Regions from separate parts of the Rattus norvegicus genome. Here region 2 is linked to region 1. A link is a contact called in public Hi-C data. All regions are on one chromosome and are shown on one strand. Each heading gives the region's core, a stretch centred on a gene start, on an enhancer-like site or on the middle of the called end of the contact. The rest is flanking DNA. Distances are from core to core; before and after follow the strand shown.

The links. A called contact is a pair of places that touch in the nucleus more often than the background predicts.
Region 2: a Hi-C map of Schwann cells shows a contact between it and region 1, with 19 times the contacts expected there. The contact joins the promoter of Scg2 here to the enhancer-like site in region 1. A contact is called at or near these places in 6 of 12 Hi-C or Micro-C datasets (the A7r5 cell line, Schwann cells, frontal cortex and 3 more).

What each region holds. Positions count from the first base shown.
Region 1 is chr9:87,626,047-87,631,520 of GRCr8, forward strand. No RefSeq gene overlaps it. Among named protein-coding and RNA genes, the nearest start is that of Acsl3, 65 kb to the left of the region's middle. Within about 2 kb of position 2,200, at least 7 of the 93 cell types and tissues checked have an H3K27ac peak or open chromatin away from gene starts, as enhancers often do. A contact at or near this core is called in Schwann cells, where this site is marked.
Region 2 is chr9:88,254,383-88,259,856 of GRCr8, forward strand. Scg2 (secretogranin II) reads right to left here and starts at 2,484. Exons shown (of 2, transcript NM_022669.2): 1 at 2,469-2,484.

The DNA.
Region 1 (5,474 bases), core at 950-3,449:
CACCATTCAGTCTTCAGCCTTTTCCCAGAAGCTTTTGGTGGCTGTTGTCAAGACAGGCTGAGCTGAGGCGAATCAGCTACTTCCTGGCCCCCTTTCCCTCCGTATTCTGTGCTGTCACACACAGCTAGCTAGGCAGAGGTTGAATTTGGACCCCCCCATCCCCCATCCCTTCCGCCTGTGTCACAGACCTGACCCTTCCAGTCCATCTGCCTCAACAACTTGCCTTCCAGCTGGCCAGTAGCCTTTCACCTCTGCCCTCTAAACAAGTCAGCTGTTGGTCAGAATAGCCAGAATGAGTGAGCCACCAACTCTCTCCTAAGAGTGTTTATACCTAGCACCTGGCTTCTGACACTGGAATGAGAGACATATGGTAGGACGCCCCCAAACTGGCGCATCCCATATCCTGGAGTCACACCTCTTCCTCGCAGGGCTTCTGGATTTTGGGGGAATGGGAGAATGGAGTCCTGCTTTGTTGGGCCAGGAGGAAATTCGTTTTTTATGAGAAAAATCACCAACTTAAAACACTTCTAGCCAAGGGACGTCTGGAAACCGAGGCCTGGCGAGGGGATGAGGTGGGGTGCTTTGGGAGATAGGGAAGGGACCTCAATGAGCAGGCATTTCTCAAGCGCATGCGTAGAAACAGGAAGTTGGCCCCCTCGTAGTTGTAGTTTCATAGTTGTCCACTAGATGGCGGAGGAACTCCGCTCACGGCCTCTCAATGCTGCACAGCCTCCAGTCTGGAAGAAGCTGGATTGGTTTGATGAAACCCTTACAGACTTCACAAAATAGCTGACATTTAAAGCAATCTGCATGAATATGCAAAGAAAAGTCGAGGTCCTAATAAACTAAATGAAATTTGTAAGAAAGCCTCAAGGACTCTTTGTGCACTGTTAAGAGATCAGTGTCAGACTGGACGTTTTCTATGGCTGGCCCTAAGCTGTGTGCGTGGTAATAGTCATAAAAACATCCCGTCTTTGGGGCTGGGGATTTAGCTCAGTGGTAGAGCGCTTACCTAGGAAGCACAAGGCCCTGGGTTTGGTCCCCAGCTCCGAAAAAAAGAACCAAAAAAAAAAAAAAAAAAATCCCGTCTTTGAAGAGCTTGCATCCATCCCACTGGGACTCTGACAACAGCTTAGATAAGGGAAATAACCTGTGTGTCAGATGACAACAAATACCATGGGGGACATCAGGTGGGAGTGGAGGGATGTCCCTTTCAATCCGTGCTCAGAAGATCTCCTGGGAAAGATGACATTTCATTAAGGTTTGATGAACAAGCCCTGAATAACCTTAGGGGAGAGACTTCCTGGCCGAGGGTACCGTGATGGAGCATCCCTGAGAAGGGACCAAGGAGGCCAGGCTGGATGCTGGGCAGAGTGGGCCAGGATATGAGTCAGAGAGAGGCTGGGGTGAAAAGGAGGGTTTTAAAAATGATTTTCTGTGCATATATTAATTGTATATTATGATGGGTTTCATCGTGCCATTCTTTACATGTTACATAATATTTTTTGTTCATATTTACTCTGTTACCCTTGTCTGTCCCCTCCAACTCCCCACAATAATATTCATCGTCTTAATTACTTCCTGCTTTTCCTTTCACACTTATTTTGACTTGATTTCAGGTTATTTGCAAATATTTATTATGGTGGCTGGTTCACTGAAGATCACGTTTCTTGAGAGAAGCAGGACTTTAAAGCAGAGGGGCCAAAATAAACCGTGTAGGAGAGAGGGTTGTGGCCAGCATCCTACCCAAACAGCACCCAACCATGTTAACACCCTCCCAAAGCAGCACCCAGCCAGACCAGCACCCAGCAAGGCCAGCACCCAGCCAGGCCAGCACCCAGCCAGGCCAGCATCCACCCAGGCCAGCACTCACACAGGTCAGCACCCACCCAGGCCAGCACTCACCCAGGCCAGCACCCACCCAGGCCAGCACTCACCCAGGCCTGCACCCAGCCAAAACCAGCACTTATCCAGGCCATCACCCACCCAGGCCATCACCCACCCAGGTCAGCACCTAACCAAAGCCAGCACTCACCCAGGCCAGTACCCAGCTAGGCCAGCACCCAGCTAAGCCAGCACCCACCCAGGCCAGCATCCACCCATGCCAGAACTGAGCCAGGCTTTCTTAGCCTTTTTCCAGCCCATGCTTGGGACTGTTTGCTGTCCAGGGGACAGCTTCCTGCCTATCTCCCTTGCATCCACTAGGTGCCAGTGGCACCGTTGAGCTGGTCTTTGGGAAATAGTGAGAGAGGGGTGCACGGGATAATTAGCTAGGGGAACAAGCTGGTATTTGACAGATGTCTCTGTGTGGACACTAATGTCCCTTTTTGGAGTCACGGAAACCCTTTTATCATTTCCCTAGGACCTTGGCCTAGGTGCAGATTCCGTGATATTTGCCTTACAGCAGATAGAGGGCTGGAGTCAGAGGCTAAGCAATGTTTTATTTTATTTTTTAAGGGAGGGTTAAGCACGACAATACATGTTATACAGCTTAAATAAGAAAAAAAGCAAGATTAGAAAAGAAAAACTGCTCCCTTGCCCCCTCACCTCTCCCACCTACTGGCTCCTGGCATCTTCCCAAAATGAGAAATGAGAAACTTGTATTTCTCCTCGTTTCCAGATGAGAGACCAGGTTATTTTTCTACCACTGGAATATAAAATTACTTTATTGCCTCCGTTAAATTTGATTAAAAAACATCTCCGATTCTCTTATGTGCATGCTCACACACACACACATACACACACACACATATACACACACATGCACACACACGCACACACATGCGCACACACATATACACGCACAGACACACACTCACACATGCACACACACGCACACATATACACACACATGCACACACACGCACACACATGCGCACACACATATACACGCACAGACACACACTCACACATGCACACACACGCACACATACATACACACGCACGCATGCACACACACACACACACACACACACACACACACACACCACTCACTCGATTGAGCTTTGTTTTGAACGACTACTCCACAGACCCAGTCATGTTCCACTGTGGTGTTTATTTTCAGTGATTCTTTCCCTGGATACTTCCCAATCATTTCCAGAGGACAAACTCACACTGTGTGTATAAGGATCTCAACAAAACAACAACAACAACAAACTTCATGGCTGGAAGGGATCTGAAGGATTCATCTTTGGGAGGGAAGAGTTCGAAGGCTGTCTGAAAAACTGATAAAACTTTTCTCCCTGTGAGTCAGGGGGACAGGGAGACCTTTGGGTAAGCAGAAGGGTCTAGCTACTCACCTTTCTTTCTCCGCTTGGCTCCTGCCACATCACTTCCTGGTAGGTGCTATAAGGAGAGCAGCAAACCACGAATAGCGCTTCAGATGGAGAACCTTTGACTCTGAGTACGGGTATGGCTTGTTCCCAGGGTCTCCGAAGCTGCTTGTCCGTCACCATCATTGGAGATGCTTATGCAGTGAGATGACCCCCTCCCCCGGCCCTCAGCTTCCGGGTCAGTCCATGGCTGATAAGCACGAGACACATATCACTGGAGAGATTTCCCCCATGATTCTGACTAGCCCTGGATAGCATATTGACAGTCAGAAATGACTTCATGCTTTAATAGAGATGGAGAAGTTTCCAAACTAAGACAAGGAAGAAGTCTGCCGACTTTTGAACAGGATGTCTCCATTTGTATTTTCAGACAGGGCCTTCCTCTACAGCTGCCCTCAAACTTACTGCAGTTCTGCTTTGGGCTCCTGAGGGCAGGGATTGCTGATGTGACCCACTGCTCTGTGATGTATGTATTTGGTGTGTGTGTTCTTGTTCATGTGTGTATACATGTCTGTGGATGTGCTTGCATGTGTGTGTGTGTGTGTGTGTGTGTGTGTGTGTGTGTCTGTGTGTGTACATGTGGAGGCTAGAGAACAGTTTTGGGTGTTGTTCCTCAGGTACTGTCCATATCTTTTGATAAAGTCTGTCATTGGCTTGCCTCTTTCCAAGTAGACTAGGACAACTGGTGAACACCAGGGACCCCCTCCCTTTGTTTGCCTCCCCAGTTCTGAGACAGGCCATGCTATCCTTCCTCTCTCTCTCTCTCTCTCTCTCTCTCTCTCTCTCCCTCTCTCTCAATGGAACACAGTTTTTTTTCCCCTCCCACAAAGAAGGCACTTTACCAACCGAACTATCTTCCCAGTGTTTGTTTACTTTAAAAGAAATATTTTTTTGTTTTTGTTTTAAATATTTATTTTATGTATGTGAGTTCACTGTTGCTGCCTTCAAACACACCAGAAGAGGGTGTTGGATTTCATTTCAGATGGTTGTGAGCCACCATGTGGTTGCTGGGAATTGAACTCAGGACCTCTGGAAGAGCAGTCAGTGCTCTTAACCACTGAGCCATCTCTCCAGCCCCAAAAGAAATATTTTTACGTAAATGAAGATCTTAAGATCCAAGAAGATCCCTAAGTAAGAACGTGAACCTTTTTTTTAAACACGTTGATACTTCTCGAGCACACGGTGGTCCTTTTCATGTTGTTTTTAGTGTTCTGCTTTGGTTTGGCAATGGACACGGTCATCAGACACTATTTGTGTGGTCCACAGTGCCCTGGCCAATGACTCTGGGGCTCAGGTCAGAGTCAATAGGCTGGCTTTGTTTATGGGAGGACTTTATGTATATTGATAGGTGTTTGTCACTCACATGGACATGACTGACTCTGTGCTTGGTCTCTGCTGACCTCTGTCAGCCTTGAAGAATGTCCACCTTGTACATTAGGATACATACATCCTTATAGAGTGTGTATCTTTCTTTATTGTCCTGTTATGATAAAAATACTCTGACAGAGGGAGCTTAAGTGAGAAAGGCTCTATGTTGGCTCACAGTGGGAGGTGCTGGTTCAACGTGATGACGTCATAGGGGCAGATGCTCAGAGTAGCTGGGCATACTGTAGCTACAACCAAGAAGCAGAGACTCAGGAATGTCTGTGCTTAGCTCATTTCTCCTTATTCACTTATAGAACGGTGCTCTCCATGGTGGATGAGCCTTCCCACTGCAGTTCACCTAATCAAGATAACCCCATCATGGGCACGCTCAGAAGCCTAGAATCTAGGTGATTCCAGATCTCCTCTAATAGATAGTTGAGATTAGCCACCACAGTAATGCCAAGAAGCAAGGTCAGGTGACTCCCAGGCATAGGAAAAACCAACATTTTCTTAAATGAATGATGGTGGCTACTCCACCTTTTCTTACTGAGTTTCGTGGAAATTGAGACTGCACGAGACTACAAGACACTGGCTGCTCTGTGCCAGCAGTCCTATCTTTTGTGGCAACATCCCAGCACTAGTCCACAGGAGCCTTCTCCATTAGCAGGAGAGAAATCAGGACCAGTGGAGGACCTCATCTCAGAGGTCTTGGCTAGCTTTAGAGTCATAATCCGACAATGAAGTGTGATATTTGGAGAATGTCTCCTCTGTGGGACC
Region 2 (5,474 bases), core at 1,234-3,733, 630 kb after region 1:
TTGTGCACGGGTCCTGGTCAACTCAGTGAATGATAAATCCAGCAGTTGGCTACTAATCCCCAGAACCTGGGTTCTCTCAGGTCTCAGCTAGTATGCTAAACCAAGAAAGCTTTTTGTGGAAACCTGGAAAATTAATAACCTACACTTTTAAATTTTTCTATGTGCCAATCTTCAAGTAATTGTATTATGGCTGACTTGCAAATGCAATTATGGTTATATTTTTCATCCTTCCTCTAGTGTAGAGTAAACAAACAGATGCTACAGAGAGAACATAAGTTTACTTAACTAGTCTATTTCTAAGCTTTTGAGTGTTCAGATTCAGTTTGTCTCATGTCTCTGTCTATTTTTATAGGGACCTGTGAAATCTTAAGTGACTCACACACACTGTTAGAAAATCTGAAAATAACCACTATGTAACTCCCAATTTAGATAAACATAGACGATTTGTTGAATTCTTCCTACTTAAAAAAAAGGAAGAAAGAAAAGAAAAAACCTTCATTCATTTTTTTCTTCAATATTTTTAAAATCTCACAGATGGATTAGTAAGAGGAATCACTTGTATGTTTCCTGCTGGGCGTTGCTGAAAACTGGAGAAGCTATTTAAGTCCTTGCAAATTCTTCTGTAACCAAATGCACATAAATGTATACGTTTATTCATGCCTTCAATGCAACATGGTTTGGTGACAAATAAGGAAAGTTATGTGAAAATAATTTCCTGTTAGATTAAATGTCAACATTTTGCTTAACAGATCTTGCTGATAATGTTATGATTTTTTTCGAACTGTCAATAGGTTGCAGGCATAGAAACTTCCTTTGCATGCATACATATATAGGCTGATCAAAATGATCACCAAGTGGGTTATTTAAGCATACACAGAATGTTTTCAAGATAAACAAATGCTTACTTCAAGAAACTGTATTCATAAACTTGCGAGTGATATAATTAAGTTTCAATAAAGGTTATATATATACATCAACATATGTATATGTATATATAATATATATAATATTTCATATTATTTCAGGATTGATTTAGCTCTGGCAATCAGGTTTCACCACTGTCAGGTTACATGTTATCTTGAAAACCATATTAAGTGTATTTGCTTTAAGATCATTATCTTGACATATTCTTAACACATCTTAACATGCGGATTACATGATTATCTGTGAAGCCACTACTTTGGAGGGAGTTTTTTTGGGGTTTTTTTTTGTTTTGTTTTTGTTTTTTTGTTTTTTTGGGGTTTTTTTTTTGTTTTTTTGTTTTTTTTTTTTTTGTTTTTTTTTTTTGTTTTTTTTTTTTTTTTTTTTGTAGAATTAAGAAAGACTGCTCATTGCAGTTTGAATCACAGCCTGGCAGGCATGGCCATCTCGTCATTGACTCTGGTTTACTTCAGATGACACCGTTCTTGCTTCTAACACTCAAAGGACTTCACTTCCCCCAGGAGCTTCCCTTGCAAGCAGTGGACATGGCTTTAATAGTTCTAACATTTTACACCGTGTTTGACTGAAATTTAATTTTCTGAAGTCCAAATGGCAGGAACACTGTGTCTCCTCAGACAGCTATTACCAATGCCCCTTACAGTAAAAACGCCTTTCCTATGAAATCAGATGAAATATTGACGCTGAACCATCAACACACAACCTACCTAGTTAGGATAAACAGAAACAAATTTGTTTCAATCAACCTCTTCAGCAAGTAACACATCAGCTTTTCCAACCAACGCACAAAAATTACAACCACAGTCTATATGCATCTACATGTTTTCTTCCCTGGATTCAAAGTTATCATTTCTCTGTCATTCACAGTAACATAAACCTTTCCCACAAAGAAATAGTTCACCTTTGAAAAGGAAAAAAATCAATGTTCAAAATTATTCTAAGCTGCTTTCTCAAGACTAAACTCAGCACATAATAACATAAGCCTTTCTAGAATATACCAGTTCGTAAAATAATTAATAATTAATTCAGAGTTCCCATAAGGTGAATATCAAAGAAAAAAACAAATCTAAATTTTTGCCTCTGTGACTCACATGATTAATGGCATTTGAATCCTTGTAAACTGACTGTTAGGATTATTAAGCACATAAATTATATTTTTGGCTCTATATCTGACTCATGAGAGAGAAAAATCAACACGGTAGGAAAAGAATCAAAACATAAGGTTCGGTTAACTTTACATTAATCGGCACGTTGACATTAAAATCCTCAACTTTGCAACTATGCAAGGAGAGGTCCTTGCATACAGTTTTGCTCAATAACATTATAGTTAATGTCTCTGACAAGACCTGTAAATGACAACATCCCTCATGTATGCACACATTTAGAGTATCCTTGCCTGAAAAGCAGCAGGTTGTCCGGTTAGTCTATCAATATAAGCTTGCCAACGATCTTTTTCCTCTCATCTGGGAAAACAGGAAGAGATACGCAATTAAGAACTTTCTAGTAAATAGAAGAGAAAGCAGTCTTACCTCTGTCTTATATTGTGTGGAAGGCTCCAAGCATGCTCCTCTCTGCCGCCGAGTGAGGGCTCGGGCCGTTTCAGCACCGGACAGCTCCTCGGCTTATAGCGAGCCTGGGCGCCTGACTCCGCATTCCTCGCTGACGTCACCGGCTCAGCCTCAAACCCCAGCGCAGGCGAGCTTTTTCAAAGAATCCGAGAGAAAACAATCACTTTAGATATTTTTTTTAAAGCATTGCATGCTTACGCCACCTGTCTTATGTAGCAAAAACTACAGCTTACTTTTTTTTCCCCCTTCTTTTATCAGAATCTCCGAGGCTCAAAATAAAATATCCAGCACAAATTCCCTTAGAAAGAAAGAAATCTGTCAGACATGACTAATTGCAAGGACATCTCGCCTGCGTTTTCACGCCTTGTTTAGAAGGGTTTCTTGCGATTGCTGCCATGTCATTGTTATAAGAGTTTTACAGATAATGACTATCTTTCTATTTGTTCCCATAAAGAAATGCGTCCTCATTTCCTGGTGCAGCCACAATGAACAGAATATTTGCAAATATAAAAGATTGTATTTCATGTCATGACTCCAGGAAGAACTGATTTAAAACTCTGGTTTGTTTGAACAAAAAAGGTGAGATGCTTATTTTTCATATGAGAATCGAGCGGAATACTTCCAGCACAGTGCTCAAAATGAGTGCTCACAAGACGTTCAAGTTGTTGATACCTACATATGAGTCCGTTCAAATCTTCAGTACTATCTGATGTTGCAAGGGATGGCTAAGAAACTGTGTGCTCCAAAAACCACACTGCCTACTAGGAAGGCAGAGAGAGAGAGAGAGAGAGAGAGAGAGAGAGAGAGAGAGAGAGAGAGAAATTGATTTTCATATGCCTAGACCTTCTTGCCATCAAGACAACATAGTACGTCACAAATACTTTTAGGTTCTGGTTGAGTAAGTTGGGGCAAATAACTTTAATAAATGAGACCCACTCGGGACAACGTAGGAGTTAATTCACTGCTTCATGGTTTTATAATTCATAACTGTGGCTGGGCTTTGCCATGGAACCTGATTAGGTACTTTAATAATTTATAGAGATCTAAATTTTTAACTTTATTTTATTAAAGATGTGAGTCCTCTAACCCTGTATATATTGAAGTATATTTTTGAAAACGTGAAAGAAATCTTGTTGGGTGAGGTCCTCTAAAAGTCCCTTCTCACTTAACAATCCCATTCCAATCTTATCTACCCATGAACAGAGTTCTAATGCTTATGAGGTACCAGATATTTTTTGAACTACTGGAGACAGGAAAATGAATATAGCTTTCTGGCTTTAAGAAGGCTTTGGTCAATGGGAATGAAAGATAAATTATTTTAATATACATTGGAAAGTGCTAAAGAGGAGGCCATTCGGAAAGCTTTGAAAGGTTTGTGGCTTACTAGTTGACTGTTTAGTAATTGAGCGTGATGAGGTAAGACTTCCAGCTAATAGGCCTAAGCCAATCTCTTATTAGGTTTGTAAGACTTCCTACTACAAAACACTGTTGAACTGTTCAAAACTGATGACTATGAAATCAATACTAAGCTAGTTAAAAAAACTTATGAAGTTAAAAATCTCACAGAAGGTAGTCCTCACTGACCTCTCTTTGCTCTGGGAAATTTTCCTCAGTGATGAGAGACCATCACACCTGGATTCACAGGGAACTCACTGGTACATTCTGGGGCTGCGTATCCAATGTACTGGTGTGTAGTGATGCTTCACCGTGAGCTTGTAGAGCATGGTCAAGTGCTAGGTTGAAAAGACTTGTGTACACATGGTTTGTTATCAAGGCAACATTTTAGTAGCATGAGGTCATTTGCTTGGATTTTAGCTTTGTACACAGATCACATTCTCGAAGTCTTAACAAAGATGGTCCGGGTTTCACTTAACTTTTAAAATTTATTTCTTTGTTTATGACTTACTTATTCACTTTACGTCCCACTGGTTTCACTTAATTTTCTGTCTAGCAGTTCTATATGATCAGTTGAATTTACCAGTATCGACACAGCCTTAGAAATTCCACATGGTTAATTATTCTTAAACGGTGAGTCGATTCAGAATAGGTCTGAAGCGCTGTCCGGAAGATCACTCTTGTCCAAGTTAATTCACTCAAACACTACTGAACTTATTGGACAAAGACCAAAATCCATGGTGTTTTAAAAGTCCTACAAACAGCCTCTTACCTCCAAATGTCTTTAATAATAAAAAAGAACAGGTTCAGTGGAGATGGCTCAGTTAAACACTTGCTACCCAAGCTTGAGGACCTGAGTTTGATCAGTTGCATTCAGCCAGGTGCAAGGCATATTACTTCTTCCCCCAGCGCTGGAAAGGCAGAGACAAACAAATTCCTGTGACTTGCTGGACAGTCGGTTTGCTAAACCATCAAGCTCCAAATTCAGTGAAAAGGAATTGAAGGAAGGGAAAGAGGAGGAGGAAGACAAGAGAGAGCAAGAGAAGGAGCAGGAACAGGATGATGAAGAGAAGGAGAAGGAGGAGAAGAAATTGTAGCAGTGGTGATGAGGAAGAAACTGAATGTGAATCGATGACCTCCACACACATGCATAATTCATAGGCAACCACAAGAATATATGTGTGAGTACACATAAGAAGAGTTCACAATGGATGCAAAACTTTGTCCAAGTGTTCAAGAAGTGAGATGTCAGATGTTGATCCCTGAGACTACTAGCTCCATTAGAGTTAGGTTGTAGGGGGAGCAATGAGCCATTGGGTAGGTAACTGAGCTCCCCTACCTTATGATGTTAGTCATAGATCCCTGGTTTTACAGAGATCCATTGTATCCTATGCACCATACTTAAGCCTAGTTCAATATTCTTGAAATGGACAACATATCTATTTTACAAAGTAAGAAACTGAGGTTCATAAGTAAATAAATGGACCATGATTTCTGAGCTCACATTTGGTAAAGAAAAATAATAAGATTTAAACCTAGATCTTTTCATCAGTGTGTCCGATAAAGATTGTG